Regions from separate parts of the Zea mays genome. Here regions 2 and 3 are each linked to region 1. Evidence: chromatin contacts called from public Hi-C data. All regions are on one chromosome and are shown on one strand. Each heading gives the region's core, a stretch centred on a gene start, on an enhancer-like site or on the middle of the called end of the contact. The rest is flanking DNA. Distances are from core to core; before and after follow the strand shown.

What was found. Hi-C and Micro-C count contacts between places; a contact is called where the count stands out from the background.
Region 2: a contact with region 1 is called in a Hi-C map of leaf, with 4 times the contacts expected there. The contact joins the promoter of LOC109941485 here to the promoter of LOC100194121 in region 1. A contact is called at or near these places in 8 of 25 Hi-C or Micro-C datasets (bundle sheath, ear, endosperm and 3 more).
Region 3: a contact with region 1 is called in a Hi-C map of tassel, with 5 times the contacts expected there. The contact joins the promoter of LOC100191928 here to the promoter of LOC100194121 in region 1. A contact is called at or near these places in 4 of 25 Hi-C or Micro-C datasets (bundle sheath, ear, endosperm and 1 more).

The regions. Positions count from the first base shown.
Region 1 is chr8:10,717,367-10,722,139 of Zm-B73-REFERENCE-NAM-5.0, forward strand. LOC100194121 reads right to left here and starts at 2,636. Exons shown (of 9, transcript NR_183225.1): 1 at 2,218-2,636; 2 at 2,015-2,121; 3 at 1,109-1,350; 4 at 250-321; 5 at 48-107.
Region 2 is chr8:11,165,551-11,170,323 of Zm-B73-REFERENCE-NAM-5.0, forward strand. LOC109941485 reads right to left here and starts at 2,287. Exons shown (of 1, transcript NM_001364504.1): 1 at 1,583-2,287. The coding sequence starts at 2,181. The coding sequence ends at 1,711. LOC100285631 (ABC-2 type transporter family protein) reads right to left here. Exons shown (of 12, transcript NM_001158522.2): 8 at 4,708-4,773; 9 at 4,387-4,599; 10 at 4,205-4,289; 11 at 3,633-3,845; 12 at 2,258-2,639. The coding sequence ends at 3,669.
Region 3 is chr8:10,431,764-10,436,536 of Zm-B73-REFERENCE-NAM-5.0, forward strand. It overlaps LOC100191928, which reads right to left and starts at 2,517. Exons shown (of 6, transcript NM_001137515.1): 1 at 2,134-2,517; 2 at 1,901-2,008; 3 at 1,614-1,718; 4 at 1,317-1,382; 5 at 968-1,153; 6 at 1-375. The coding sequence starts at 2,323.

The DNA.
Region 1 (4,773 bases), core at 1,386-3,885:
GACAAGAACACAAACAGCTTTATTAAGAATGCTAAAGAGATGAGTACCTGAAATTCATTGGTATACTTCCATAGTGAAACAGCTGTTGTGGAGAAGTATAACCTGGCCTGAATTGCTAAAGAAACATATCAAAATTAAATCCATAGGCATGTTTCCATAGTTGCACATATGTTAAAACTTAAAACTGTATCACCAGTTGAAATTTTCTAACCTATAAACAATATGCATAGATCTCCTAAAAGTTCTTACCTGCAGGCATATTTCACACATAGTGTCGCCTTTCTCATTGCACCAGCGCTGAATGCATTTCCGATGCGCATACTGCAAGAAAGGAACTAATAGCTTGATTTCATTCAATCACTCTAGCTAACTGAAAAGTACATCTTATTCTTAGTCCATTTCTCACACAGCATGGTAATATGTCCACTGTCAGAAACAAGAACGCGCAATAAGATCAAGAGCAGGGTGTTTCCGTTGCTGTTAAGCTTCAACTACATTCTTGTCTTGCACATACAGTGAGGGCACACATTGCGTGAAGGTCACACTCAAACAGATAGCTCCCTCCACCCCCCTATCTTTTGAAAAACACCAACACCTCCCCCTTCCCTATATATTTCAACGCACTATAACATCACTGTCAAATAGGAAGGTCCACTACATAACATAATAGACAGTGCCTTCTAAGCTACATTGACACAAACACAGTTGATTTGGTTCACAGATCTTGTCCCCGATGACCCTCAAGGCCTCAACCTCAAGTTAACATGGAACTCCCCCAAGTCCTAACTGCCCAACCTACAACATCTAACCCCAACCATAGAAGCCAACAATTTCTCATGCTAGGTCAACTATATTAACTAGTGCCCAATTTTAAAATCTAAAGAGGCCCAACATAATTGTACTGTAGCAACAAGTGGCAACAACTACATCTTCTACTGAAAAGAAGGATCGGCTTTTCATTTGACAACAGGAACTGTAAGACAATTTTTTAGAAACTGAGACACAGTTGCATAATCACCATAGCAAGATCATGAATCTGCTGTCTAACCAAGAGCATTTATTTTGGTCTCAAATAAAAAAAAATAGCGTGAGTAAAAAGGTCAGGTACCTTGAGGCTGCCACAACAGGCGCAGGGGGCCTCCATGCAGGTGTCCCAGTCCTCCTCCTGGCAAATCCTGCACTCCACCACCTTGGTCGCCGAGCCGCCGCCTAGCCCGCGATGGCAGTACTCGACATCCACCGTCTCCTGACGCAGATCGACCATGTGCTTCCCACCGCCGATCGCCGCCTCCAGCGTCGACTCTGTCAGCAGCCGGTCCACGATCAACGCGAGATGGTCGCCCATCAGTCCTACGAGCACGTGATCCATGGTTCAGTTCACAGAAACAATGCCACCATCCTCGCGAATTGCAGACACTCGATGCAGAAAAAGCAATCAAACGCAATCGCAACTGACAGATTGAAATTGTGTTTGAAACATCGGTAAGAGTAACCAGAGGCAGACCAAGAAGCCAAACCCAATGAGGAGCACGCGGTCGCAGGCGGTGGGGATCCAAATGTCCAAGGAAACCGGGCAACTGCTCCCTTATGATATAGGAACTGACTGACAGAAACTAACCGGAACCGCTTGTTGGAAATAATAGTAATTCATTTTTTAAAAAAAATATATATACCAAACTGATAACCGCAAGAAATGGGGATCAGATTAGTGGGATTACAGCCGCTGTGCCGAGAGAGGCCAAAGCTGTGAGATGTGGATCGAAACCGGCAAGTGTACCAAGAACAGGTAAAACCCTCCACGCTCGGAGCGCACGGCAACATATGGTGGGACGAATAAAAAGCTGCCACTTTTCTGTGGGAGGAGAACGAATTGATGAGAGTTGGTGGTTGCTAAATGCCGCACAAGGGGTGCGAGGAAAGCGCGTTTAATTAGCGTTGCATCGACGGTACACCACGGACAGAAGAAGAAGAAGAAGAAGAAAAAATGTCTGAACAGCAAGAAACCGAGACTCACCGAGGAAGAGGAGGCGCGAGCGGGGGGACGAGCAGGAAGGAGGGTGGGCAGCTGGCGAAGACACCGAGCGAGCGAGCGAGCTCTCAATCTCGAGGGTCTCGGAGCGTCTGGCGAGTATTAAAACTAACTGAGTAACACAGCAGCGCCAGGAAGAAGAAGAAGAGGAACCAGATGACGGGGAGAAGAAAAAACCAAATCTTTACCTTGTCCTAAGTACCAAGAACAGGGCTCCGGGGCCGGGGCCGGGGCCGGGACCGGGAGGAAGAGGAAGCTTCGAAGTCTGGATTCGGTGCGGGGTTAAGGGATTGGATTGGATTGGTGGAGGGGTTAAGGGACGCAAGAGATGGAGTGCCCTCGGATGTAATACACCGATGGAGGTGGAGGGGAGGCCAAGCTAGCCAAGCCAAGGCAGGCAGGAGGACAAACCCTCTCTCTCTAGTCTCTCTGCGCGCTGTGTGCCTCTCCTCTCTCTCTCTCTCTCGCTCCCTTGCAGCAGAGGTTTAAATTAGAAGAGAGGCAAGGTAAGGTTAATGGGTGGGAAATGGCACTGGTATCCTATTACATCATATCATATCGTATCATCGCCCGGCAACAGCTTCACTGAAACTGCAGCTGTTTTGTATGCTTCCGTAGAACTAGAATGGCCTCCTATTTATTTAGTACTTGGTCACTTTTCCCATTTGACTTTTTTTCCCCTCCTGAAAAAGGAGCCTTCTCTTTCGATCGTGGTAAATTGGTCATGCTTTTGGGTAGCAGTAAAAACAGTACTAGTAAGATTGCCGATATCGTCCTTAGGGCCCGTTCGGTTGTAACGGAATAAGCTAGGATTCATTCCAGCTCATCAAAATCTATATAAATTAGAGAAATAATCTGGCTAGAAATTAATCCGGGTCTCTAATCCCAAATAACCGAACAGGGCCTTAGACAGCGGTAATCCTGCTGCCATTGTCTAGTCTAGTCTAGTCACATTTATGGATGAGATGTCCCGATGGTCTGTCTAATAACGGTGCAACAATGACGGTGTACAGTACAGGAGTTGTCGCCGCGCGTGGAATGGCATGGGAGCTGCTAGAGCTAGTTATTACCACTGTAATGGACCATGGACGGCTGAGATGTGCCATCCATCATTATCCGGCCGGCAGGATTCTCCGTGTACTTGGAAGAACGCAGACGGGTTCCTTTTCCTTATCGGTGGCCCACCACCACCACTGCCCTAGCTAGGACTCGGAGCAGAGTAGTAGGAAGCAGTAGGCTAACCGCTTTGCACGCGTTTCCCGCGACTGCTACACCCACTACCCGTTGCCGCTAAACCACGATGCCCACTCTCCAGCCGGAGGCCTCCGGAAATTTGTATTCTTTAAAAATTCAAATCATTTTCAGGGTTGGATAGAATTGAGAAATTCTAAAGAAGATTTAAGTTTGACTTTCGCGTTGCCTTTTTCTGAGCGATGCAAATACGTGATGTCGAGTGATGGCTGGTAAACCTTGCGAGTTAATTAAAGGAGCAAAAAAAAACCGTCTTTGTCCTTTTAACCCTTGCAAACAAAGTTAGGGAAGCGACGAGAAGTAAATCAACAAAGAGGAAACGAACTCCATTATTTTTTTAAACCGAAAAAAAAATATTACTATCTCCACTATAGAATATTTGTTGCCCGCTAGCTTATTTTTTAATAACTAAATCACGACAAACAAAAAAGAACGGATACAATACTTTATGACGTGTTTGGTTGAGAAGCAGAAATGAATGGAACGGCTCCATTCTTATTTTTTTGATGTTTGGTTTCCAATAGAGGAGAGGAGTGACTGCTGGAGTCTATATATGGCAAATATTTGGGATGCTCTCGCTCTACCAAAACGACCGGATGCGAGCGCTCTCGCGTCCTCCCTCTCCTCCACTCCACACTCATATGACTCTCTAACCAAACAATGAACGGAGCGGCTCCGCTCTATTATACTCTTCAATCAAACAGAAAATAGAGCGGTTCCATTTTGCTCGCCAAACACAGAATGAAATGGCTCAATTCCTAGATACTGGAATGGAGCCGCTTCATCCGAGTTGGTTCCTGAACCAAACGCACCCTTAGTGATCTGTCAAGCGCCTCTAAATATTTTTTTCTTTCCTTCCTTCGGATGGGCTTATATTTCCAAAAATAGGTTCTGAGAGAGATTATTTGTTATCTCATAAGCTTGTAGTGATGAAAGCGGATTTATTTCGATGTCATCGAAATTAGCAGGTTACTCCGTACAAAAAGTGTGGGTCTAGTTTGCTTATTGTACCATAATTCTTTTTCATTTATTTATTTTATTATTGTTGTTTTATGTTGACGTGTCTTCCATGAACTCGGACTTAGAGCTATTATTGTTTTGTGACACTGCAATTTCAGCTGCCAAACTAAGCAGCCTTTGAGTTTGATGTCATCTCGATAAGATCTATTAGCGACAATACTATTTTTTTAAAACCTTTATATAGTTTCTTAACCCTTTTTATCGATTTAAATTGGAGATGATCTTGCTTTCGTATATTATGGTTCTATAGTTATTTTCTATAGCCTTGTTTGAATTATGACAATGTTTTTTCATGTCTTAGAGCTATCCACCAGGAGCATCTCGAATTGTTCAAAACTATTTTCACATAATCTGTGGCCTGGACAAACTTTGGTCATTGATTTGATGTCGGCCAGGATCTTGTTCTCGTTGGTGTTGTTTGATCATTGCAAGTATTTGATATACTTAATGACATCGTAGGATAGTAAGTAATA
Region 2 (4,773 bases), core at 1,037-3,536, 450 kb after region 1:
ACGATTTTCAGGATGCACCTGTTTGCCTCATTTATGTCCAAAAAATAAAAAAATCATTATCCACTTAGAATTTATGTTTGTGTGAGTTTTGTTATAGTTTTCAAGTATGATTCAAGTATAAGATGATTTATGATGGTGTTTGTCTGATATGTGCTAGTATGACTGGTAATGGTAGTGAGGGTGTGAAATGAAACTTCCGTTAAAGTTATAAGTGCATGATGAACCACTTGTTAAAGTTCTACAAATGATCGTTTGATTTGCTCTTTCAAATTTTTATGGTTATATCATGTTTGGTGATTCAAGTTTCAAGTTATACCATTGTATAAGAATTTATTAGTGATGTGGTGTTTTACAGTACCTGAACTTGCATACTAGATTCCATGTAGAATGATTGGCACAACTAATGCCGGTTCGTAAAGAAAAAGAAAAAGTTTGGAGTATAGAGAGAGAGAGAAGAAAAGAAAGACAACAATAGTTTTATACAGAGAAATTAGTCGATGATATCTAGAGTCGTGTCAATAAATATAGTAAGAACGCATAGAAAGAGGACAATACAAGAAAAAAAACATAAAAATGTTACAAAAGTAGCTACGCAAGCTATTTGGGCGCCTCCCTTCTATTAATAAACAGTCTAACACAGAAAAGTTCGATTCAGTTTGGTACAAGCTGTTTAGAAATGCATCAATGTTTTTCGATTTTATTAATTCAACGGATAAGTTCCTTCTGGATGCCTTTTAGTTCAGTGCAGCAAATCTAATTGCAAATACTGTAAAGTCTAAGCGTCCAAACTTGCGTGTACAGATGTCAATGGGAATTGGGAATTCCCCATCATGTTTAGACATCTTATACCCATCCACATGAAACTATCATCATCCCTACACCCATCATGGATATAGGATTTCTCCCATACCCATCTTCATTCGGATATCGGATTCTCATTAAGTCCACACCACCGATGAAGAAAAGCATGATCATATTATATTTTATATGACCTTAACACACACGACACCCAACAACAATATATCAAAAAAAACTGAAATCTAACAAAAAAAACATGTTTGACCATGCAAAACAACAAAAACAAAGTGATATGTGGACGGGTAGGCGGGGTGGCTATTCTCCTGGATTGGATGGATGCTTAAAAGGGTTGAGAGAGTTAGTGTTGGTTGTTAGACTTATTGCCTATTGGGGTGCATATATAATTTTACTAAATGAATATTACTCATGAGTAATTGGTTTTGAGTTCTGCTTTTTGATACCCGTATATTCAATGAGGAAAGAATTTCTCCAAAATCTATATCTATAGGATTAAAATCTTCTTATACCTTATCCCTAAGAGCTGATTTGGTGGACAAGGAATTGGAGGGGATCCATGTGGGAGGAATCCCCTTCCTATTCAAATTTGAATACGGAGGGGGATTACTTCCCCATGGATCCCCTCCAATTCTATGTCCACCAAACCAGCCCTAATAGAGGAATTCCGCATGGTTATCGGGTACTGACACCTCTACTTGGGTGGATGGGTTAGCGGTTTGCTTAGTGTTGAAATTTTTTGAGCATTTCAAAATAAACTGTTACTATCTGTCAAGGCTAAAGAATCTTTAGATCAATCCAGCTGCAACTACAAGCCTCCAATACTATTCACGCGGCAGACTGCCTCAAGGTTACAAATGAAAAGAAAAAAGGAGACCAAAAGATGGTCCGACTGGATCAAGAAATGTGATGGACGGACTGCAGGACGGCCTCGGCCACCATCGCCAGATGGTGTAGCGCGGCGACGGTGGACACGGGGACGCTGGCCAGCACCAGGGCGGCGACGGCGATGGCGACGCCGGGCCTGGTGCCCATGAGCAGCAGCTGCAGCGCGCCGACGAGGCTAGACACGTCGGAGACGTAGGCGGGGTAGTACCGCTTCTCCCACGGCGCCCACTCGGCGGGCGCCTCGTAGTTGGTCTCCACCATCCACGCCTCCCGGATCCGCCGCCGCAGCACGGGCATGCCCTCGTCCACCAGCGCGCCTCCGTACTGGTCCCGGCCGCCGCTCGCGTCCCGGCGTAGCGCGGCGCATCGCGTTGCCGCCGACAGCGGCAAACTCCTCGGTAGCGCCAGCCCCAGCCCGTGGCACGCCCCGTGCCGGAGCGCGGCCGGCGTTGCTGGACGGGAGAGGGAAGAAGCAGCCATGGGATCGGCTCAGGGGCTGATCTTCGTATCTCAGGCAAGAAAGAGAACACTGCACGACCACACTGGAGATCGAGGGAAAGGGAAGACGAATCCAATAGAGGCTGATGAGAATTTTGAGCCGAAATGGGCACGCGTTTATAGGCACTACACCCGTGATTAAGAAACTAGTACTACTGGCACGTACAGAGAGAAAACCATAAGAAACTAGTACTACTGGCACTCTGCCAGTGGTCGTACTTTGGACGGCGATTTGGAGATAGTTTATTTGCAGCGGCATGGCCACAGCCCACAGCCCCAGGCAATCATTGAGCTGACTTCACAACTAGTAGGATCTAAAAAATAAAAAAGAAAACTTCTGGGCGGCGGATCGTATACTGCCTCGGCTCGTCCATAATGCTGGGGTCTCCCATAACCAGATATTATGCAGAAAACGCGGCCTCGCTTTGACTCCAGATATACTGCAAAGAGAACCAGATCAACAATGGGTGAGTAGACAAATCAGATGGTAATTGGTAAAGTGGCTAAATCTTTTTACAATTTAGCTCATATAACTGAATCTAAATACCCATCTAAACAAACAACAGAAATTAAGATGGGTTTTCAGTTACCATTGTGAGCCAGCCAGCCATGTAACGAAACGATGTGCAACGAGCATCAGCTCAAACTAGGGCAACGAAGTGAGACGCGATTTTAACATTCATAGATAACAAGTGTTAATCTCGGTGGATCATATAGACTGCAGAGTTACCCAAATTGTTGGGCGACACAGATCCTAAGTCATTTCTTGACGGCAGCAACAAACTATGGACTTGTTTGGTTCAGCTTTTTTCTGACCAGCTTTTCCAAGAATCTAGCTGTAAGGAGAATCTGGCTGTATAGAGAATCTGAGTATCATTAGGATTACGTGCGGAGGAAGATAAAGTTGTCCGTGGGGCTCAGGATCTATAAAGTGACGGATTACTACTATTGCGACGACTCAACCGATTATATATTTATGTTGACTTTGAATGGTTTTTACCCAAACGAATTTTATAGAAACTGACTGAAAAGCTGAGTGTTTGGCAGTCCGCAGCAGCTTTTGGTGGCCAGAAGCTGCGAAAAGCCGAAACAAACAGGGGCTATAGGGAATAACCAGACACTGAAATAACTATAAACTATAGGGAATAACCAGATACTGTAATAACTATATCATGGCAGAACTGTCATCATGAGACTGGGAGTTCATATTCCATTAACTCTAACCAGGGCCCAGGGCAAGTTTTATTGGCGATAATTTTCCCATGAGAAAAACTTAGTGAAGGAAACGATAACGAACAGAAAGGTATAGAAGTAATGGAGATTCAATATAGTACATTGATTGCGTTGCTAATTGCAATATGTTCCCCCCACATAAAGCCTTTTTGTTGAATTAGGACCACTGCAAAGAAATGATTGATTCAAAGATGCCCTACCTTAATTTATTCTTTCGAAGTCTGCAAATGAAAAGCTTATTCCACCTGCGGCTTATTTTTATCTTGTTCCAATGGTGGAAGGAGCTGCTGATACTTCGGTCTGTTTTTCTTCAGAAGAAGGTAGGTTGACCAGTACCAGAACATCAGAATCCTACCCTGTGCAACCAGAGTATCTGCAATTCGAATTCCTCCCAATGAAAACCTTTCCAAGGCCTGCCACATAAAAAGGTTGCACATCAAAACTGGAATATTTTCTTTAAATAGAACTAAAAAATGTTTATGGCAGCTTGGCTTGGAGTTAACAAATAGAAGACAGTAGGTTCACCAATAAAAAAAATAATCACAATCAACTAACAGTATGCTTTCCATATAAGCAATTAAGCAAATAAATATTATTTTGCGGTCATCATGGTGTTGACAAATACCAACAATAATTCTATCCATGGACAAACTGGCATGAGCCATTTTCATTAGAATACATTACAAGATTTCAAGCCAAGTAATTTCCCCTTTCATTTGACCAAGTTCTTTTTTTGCCAGTTTTTTTCTGCTGGATGTCCCCAAAACACTACCTGTTCACCCGTTTGAATGTCATATGAATGTTGTTGCTCAAATTGCAGACCCTTGAACTCGTTAATGCAAAGCCCTTGAAAGGCCCTGAAAATTAATGGCAAGAGTAGCATCTAGTAGTTAGATGATGCAATGCTTACTACACTAGACTCAACTATATATCACAAGAAAAAATGAACAATACCATCTAATGAGAGATATTCTTGGGATCCAACGAAATATGACTGGAGTATTGTCAGGGTTAACATAGTATCCTCCAAATACAATAAACACTGTCATAAGGGATGGCCCAAGAGCCATTGCAGCTTCAGTTGTAGGAGCCATTGCTCCAACAGTGAGACCCATTGCTGATGCAGCAAATGACTCAACAGTCACAATACCACAGAATTTGGCAAATCTGGTAGAGTGAGAAACGTTCTTTAGATAATCATAAGCAAAACTGCAATAGATATACATAAAATGGTGCCTCTAAGCATTGACAAAAAAGATTTAAAAATACACTGACCTAGAAAATGTTGGGTGAAGTTTAGCCATTGGATAGAGAATTGATCCAAATATCAATGGAAATGCT
Region 3 (4,773 bases), core at 1,267-3,766, 290 kb before region 1:
GCAGGATCACGTCCGTGAACGCGTGGAAGTAGTTGCCCGTGTACCCGCGGTCCGAGAACACCAGCGCCGGCACGTCGTCGTCGCCGCCGTCCGTGCACGCCGCCTCGCCGGAGCCCGACGCCACCGACCGCACCGTCAGCACGCGCACGAAGCGCATCGCGTTCGGGTCCGCCTTGCGCGGGTACGGCTTGATGCGCCACGACTCCGCGCGGAAGGTCCGGTTGTCCGCGCCCGGCGGCGCCACCAGCGTCACGCTGGCGTTGGCGCCGACCACGCGGACGTCGCCGTCCAGCTCGCACCAGTCGATGCGCCGGTTCGAGGTGACGTCGCACAGCGGCTTCCACTCCCGCTCCCGCGCCGGCGTCGTCTCCGAGTCTTTGCGACCATTAAAAAAAACTCAGTTAGGCACGTTGCTTGTCAGCTAATCATGGAAAGTGGCTGGACAAGGAAAGGTCAAAGTAACTCCAAAAAGAAGTGTTTTTTTCTTCTTCTTCAAATATTCTTCAAATAATAGCAGGAATGGGAAGGAGCTTGACGGAGAAGGAACATGGTGCATGGTAGACCACCGGCACCTACGGAACTATGATCGCACGAGAGGCCTAGAAACGGAGCAATCTACTATCAGCTATTGCAACGGGTACGTTTCTCTCATCTCAAGAAAGGCGAAGGAAGATGCGGCACGGACACAGAGGATAGAGAGCGTAATCAAAGGCACAGTGGTCCAAAAGCAGCAGCAACATCGGTGGTCTTGACTCTTGAGTGTCTGTCTGACCAATATGCGTTTCGCAACGACATGCCTAAGACCCTGAAGAATTGCAATGGAGGTCTTTTCTTTTTTTTTTCTTCGTCGCTCGCATTTCCCGGTGGGGGTTTAGCTAGCTAGCTGCTCATGGAGCAATTTGATGGGAGAGATGGCGCATCTTTTTACCACACGAAAGAAGAGAAGAATCAGGGACGGAGGGGATACCTGCTTGCTTAACCTCTGGAATCCGCTGCGCGGGAGCAGGGAGGATGGCATGGTGAGAGTGAACCACAGAGGGTGAGCTGACATTGGCGCTGCGTGTGGCGGCGGCGGCGGCGGCAGAGTCTTTGCTCCTCTTGGAACCACTGGCAACTGCATCCTGCACCTGTAGCTCCTCGTCCTCAAGACCGCCTGGCCATCAACACAAAAAATTCCCTCAATTCTTCCCCAAAAAGTGGGAAACAAACAAACAAGCAAGCAAACAAAAGAGCGGGGCGAGCATTTATCTTGCTCGAAAGAGCCATACTAATGGCAGTAAAGCTGGCAGTTGGAGGTTGAGTGGTTGCTTTCACACCTGATTCCAGCGTGCTGTTCGCGGCTTCCTCTGACGACACGGGAGGAAGGAGAGCGGCAGGAACGCCTGACCAAGAACCTAAAGCGCGATTAGTGGGGGAAAGGAGAACGGGGAGGAGAAAAACCAGTCTTTTTTATCTGATTTTTGGGATTTGCGTGCAGGAACGGCGGTGGGAGTACGGTGCACACGAGGCCGGTCAGCTTGACCCCAACGGAAGGGAAAGCACGGCCACGGCCACGGCCACGCATCTCGAAACAACAACACGCGATGCTTTGCGCCCTTGCCCGTGGTGTGTACCTGGCCCCGAAGGTGAAGAAGCCTTGCCGCCGTCTTTCTCGAGCGCCTCGGCCTCGCTTCCCTCGTCGGCCATGGACGTCGCGCCCGGGCCTTTCTTGCCCAAATCTGAACGGGAAAACGGTCGGCAGGTCAGGCCGTGGATTGGTGGTACAGTAACCTTTGTCACTGATCTGATGATGGGATGACTTAATGTGAGTAGGCAGACTTGGTTCGTTCGTCCGTCCACCCTGTTCTTTGGAGGAGGAGATCCTCCCAGTGACGTGACGAGTGATTAGCCGACGGCTCACCTAATCCCTGCCTGGAGGCGTTGTAGGTGTCGGCGGCGGCGACGACGCCGCCCACCTCCAGCGAGCCGACCCCGACGCCGCCCGCATTGCTGGAGACGGGTCGGCTGGCTGCTCGAGCAAACGAAGAGACAAACCACGTTCGGAGAAAGAGTCAGCGGTAGCGCCGTGGAATGAATGGGGCCGGCGGCGGGGAGACGGACGGGACGGGGGGTGCGAGGGCTTGCTTTGCTTACTCATGGCGATCTGGATGGCGTCGAACTTGGCGGTGGAGAAGTAGGCGCAGGTGACGAGGAGGAAGCCCGCCACGAGGCCCAGGCCGAACCTGCGCGGCTCCACGCGGCTGACGCTCTTCACCAGCTTCCCTCCGTCCTGCTGGCCGGCGTAGCTGTACGGCAGCTTGCCGCCGCCGGCGTCCATCCCCATGCTTCACTCAGCTAGTCAGCTCAGCTGTCACCTCCCCCTGCCCCGGCCCGGCCCCCCCTGCTTATCTCCGTAAGAGCAGCAGCAGGAGAAGAAGAAGAAGCGGCAGCAGAAGCAGAGCGCCAGAGCCTCCTCCCTCTCTGGTGACTAGTGAGCACGGCGAAGGAAGCGGCAAGCCACGGCACCTGCGAAGCGCCACACAGGCAAACGCCCCACGCCAAAGCGGCGAGGCGGTGCGCAAGCAATAAATTGCGACCGTGAGGCGCCGGGCTCCGCTGGGGAGACGGTTCTGTGGGGGGCGTGGAAGGATGGACGAACGAGTGAAAAGTGAATACGGCAGGGGTGGCGTCCGTCTCTGCTCGCCACCTCCATTTATTCCTCCCCGTAAACCTCCGTCTGCCATGCCATGGCCCACCCTGTTAATAGTACAGTAGGCTGCCATGCCATCAGTAGTAGTACTGTATTTTACTCGTTGTGTTTTCGCCTTTTCGGGAACACAATTTTCCTTCCCCACCAATAAAGAACGCAAAGGCAGCTGGAGATTTCCGAGAGAGAGAAAGTATATATATTATTATATAAATGGCGGGCACCGGCAAAACATGCCCGAAAAAATGGGCCTCTCTGGCTGGACCGGACTGGATGGGGTCCGTCCGTCCGTCCGTCCGTGTATGTATGTGTCTGTATTATTGAGGGTTCGATTAGCCGCCGCTGGATCCATGGGAACACGGAGGAGGGCTCAATTCCATGGTGTAGCACCATGTGGAGATGCAGTGGTTGCTGTTGAGAAACCCTAAAAGGGGTTTAATGGGCTAATACCGAAACTGCCATTAGGGGTACACAGGTTATATATATGTACTCATACTAGGGATGGCAGTTGGACCCGTGGGTATGGATACCCGCGGGTTTCGTACCCACTGGATATGGATACGGGTACAAAAACTCACTCGTGGGTCCTATCGGGTCGGATACCCGAAATACATCGGGTCGGGTATGGATAAAATACTTTACCCATGGGTATCCAGTGGATACCCGAAATATCAATATACCTCTTTAAATATGTTACATCCACTAAGAATGTGCTACATTCACTAGAAAAACTCACTCGCATGTGTTGTTGATTAATGAATATTAATTTATGTTGTGTTAACAGTCAATTGTAATGTAATCGAGACCAATGAGACATTGACAATGGTATAATTGTCAACTGTCATGAACTCATTAAGCTTTTATTCTCTGTACTCAAATTTAAATTTATTGGATGTCATAATTATGAGTTGAGATATTGTATCGACGTGTAGCCAAATATAGTCATTCTCGTGTTGCATTGGTGCTTAGATGTAAACTAAAATATTTTATGCATTTATTATAACACTGAACAAATGTTATTTAGTCTACAATAACATATCCACTGAATACCCGATATCCGGTGGATACCCGATGGGCATGGGTACGGGTACAATTTCTCGCCCGATTGGCTTGGTGGGTATGGATATTTATAGAAGTCTCGGATACAATTTCGGGTCGGGTATTATTATACCCGAACAAAACCCGACCCGCTGCCATCTCTAACTCATACCCATCATAAAAAAGATAGACAGAAAGAGCTTCCATCCACTGTGTCTCTTATTCCTCTCTGTGTTGGGTTGCTGGGAAGGGAGCGGGCTTCTACAACTTCTCACGTCCCTACTGCTGTTGGGAGGGTTCGGAGTCCGGATCGGGGATCTGCGACAACTACGTTATTCAACACGTCATCAGCACTGCTCTACCTCGACTCGTGGATCCGATCGGCAACGACTCTCCACCACGCCGGCAGGTCCTCCGGCCTTGCCGAACTGTCCTACGCGACAGCCTTCGCTCCTGTTCGTCGAGAAACGCGGTATAAAATCTCGATCCGTGATTTACTTTTCGGCGTTAAAAATTGCTTCGTCGCGCGGCCGTGCGTGCCGCCGCACAGACCAGGACTCCTCGCAGCAGCCGCATGCACAAACGGCCGAGCTGTTCTTAGAAAAAAAAATAGGAAAGTTTTTTTCCCTGCATGTGCGTTTGAAGTTATCTTAGAGAAAAAAAGGATAGATAGACTTGTGGACTTTGACTTTTTCTTGCATGGCGGTTCACATTTTCTGAAACCGCATGCACCTCGTGGTGCCCCTCGCACGCGGCCACCAGCCCCCAGGCCCCAGCTTTCGCTCCCATCAGGACCCACCTCGCATGTCAGTTGGTTCCCTGGAGTTCGCGTGGAGACGTGAGAGAAAAAAAAATCACTGCATGCGGCCAGTTGGTTATTAGAGAGGTGGAAAAAAAAAGACAGGAACCGCATGCAATCGCTCCGCGTTTAGAAAAAGTAGACGACATATTTTTTTTCCGGCATGTATGGGCGGTTCAAGTTTTCTTGGAAAAAAAAAGAAAAGGTAGGCGGCAAATTTTTTTTTCCATGTATAGGCGGTTGACGTTTT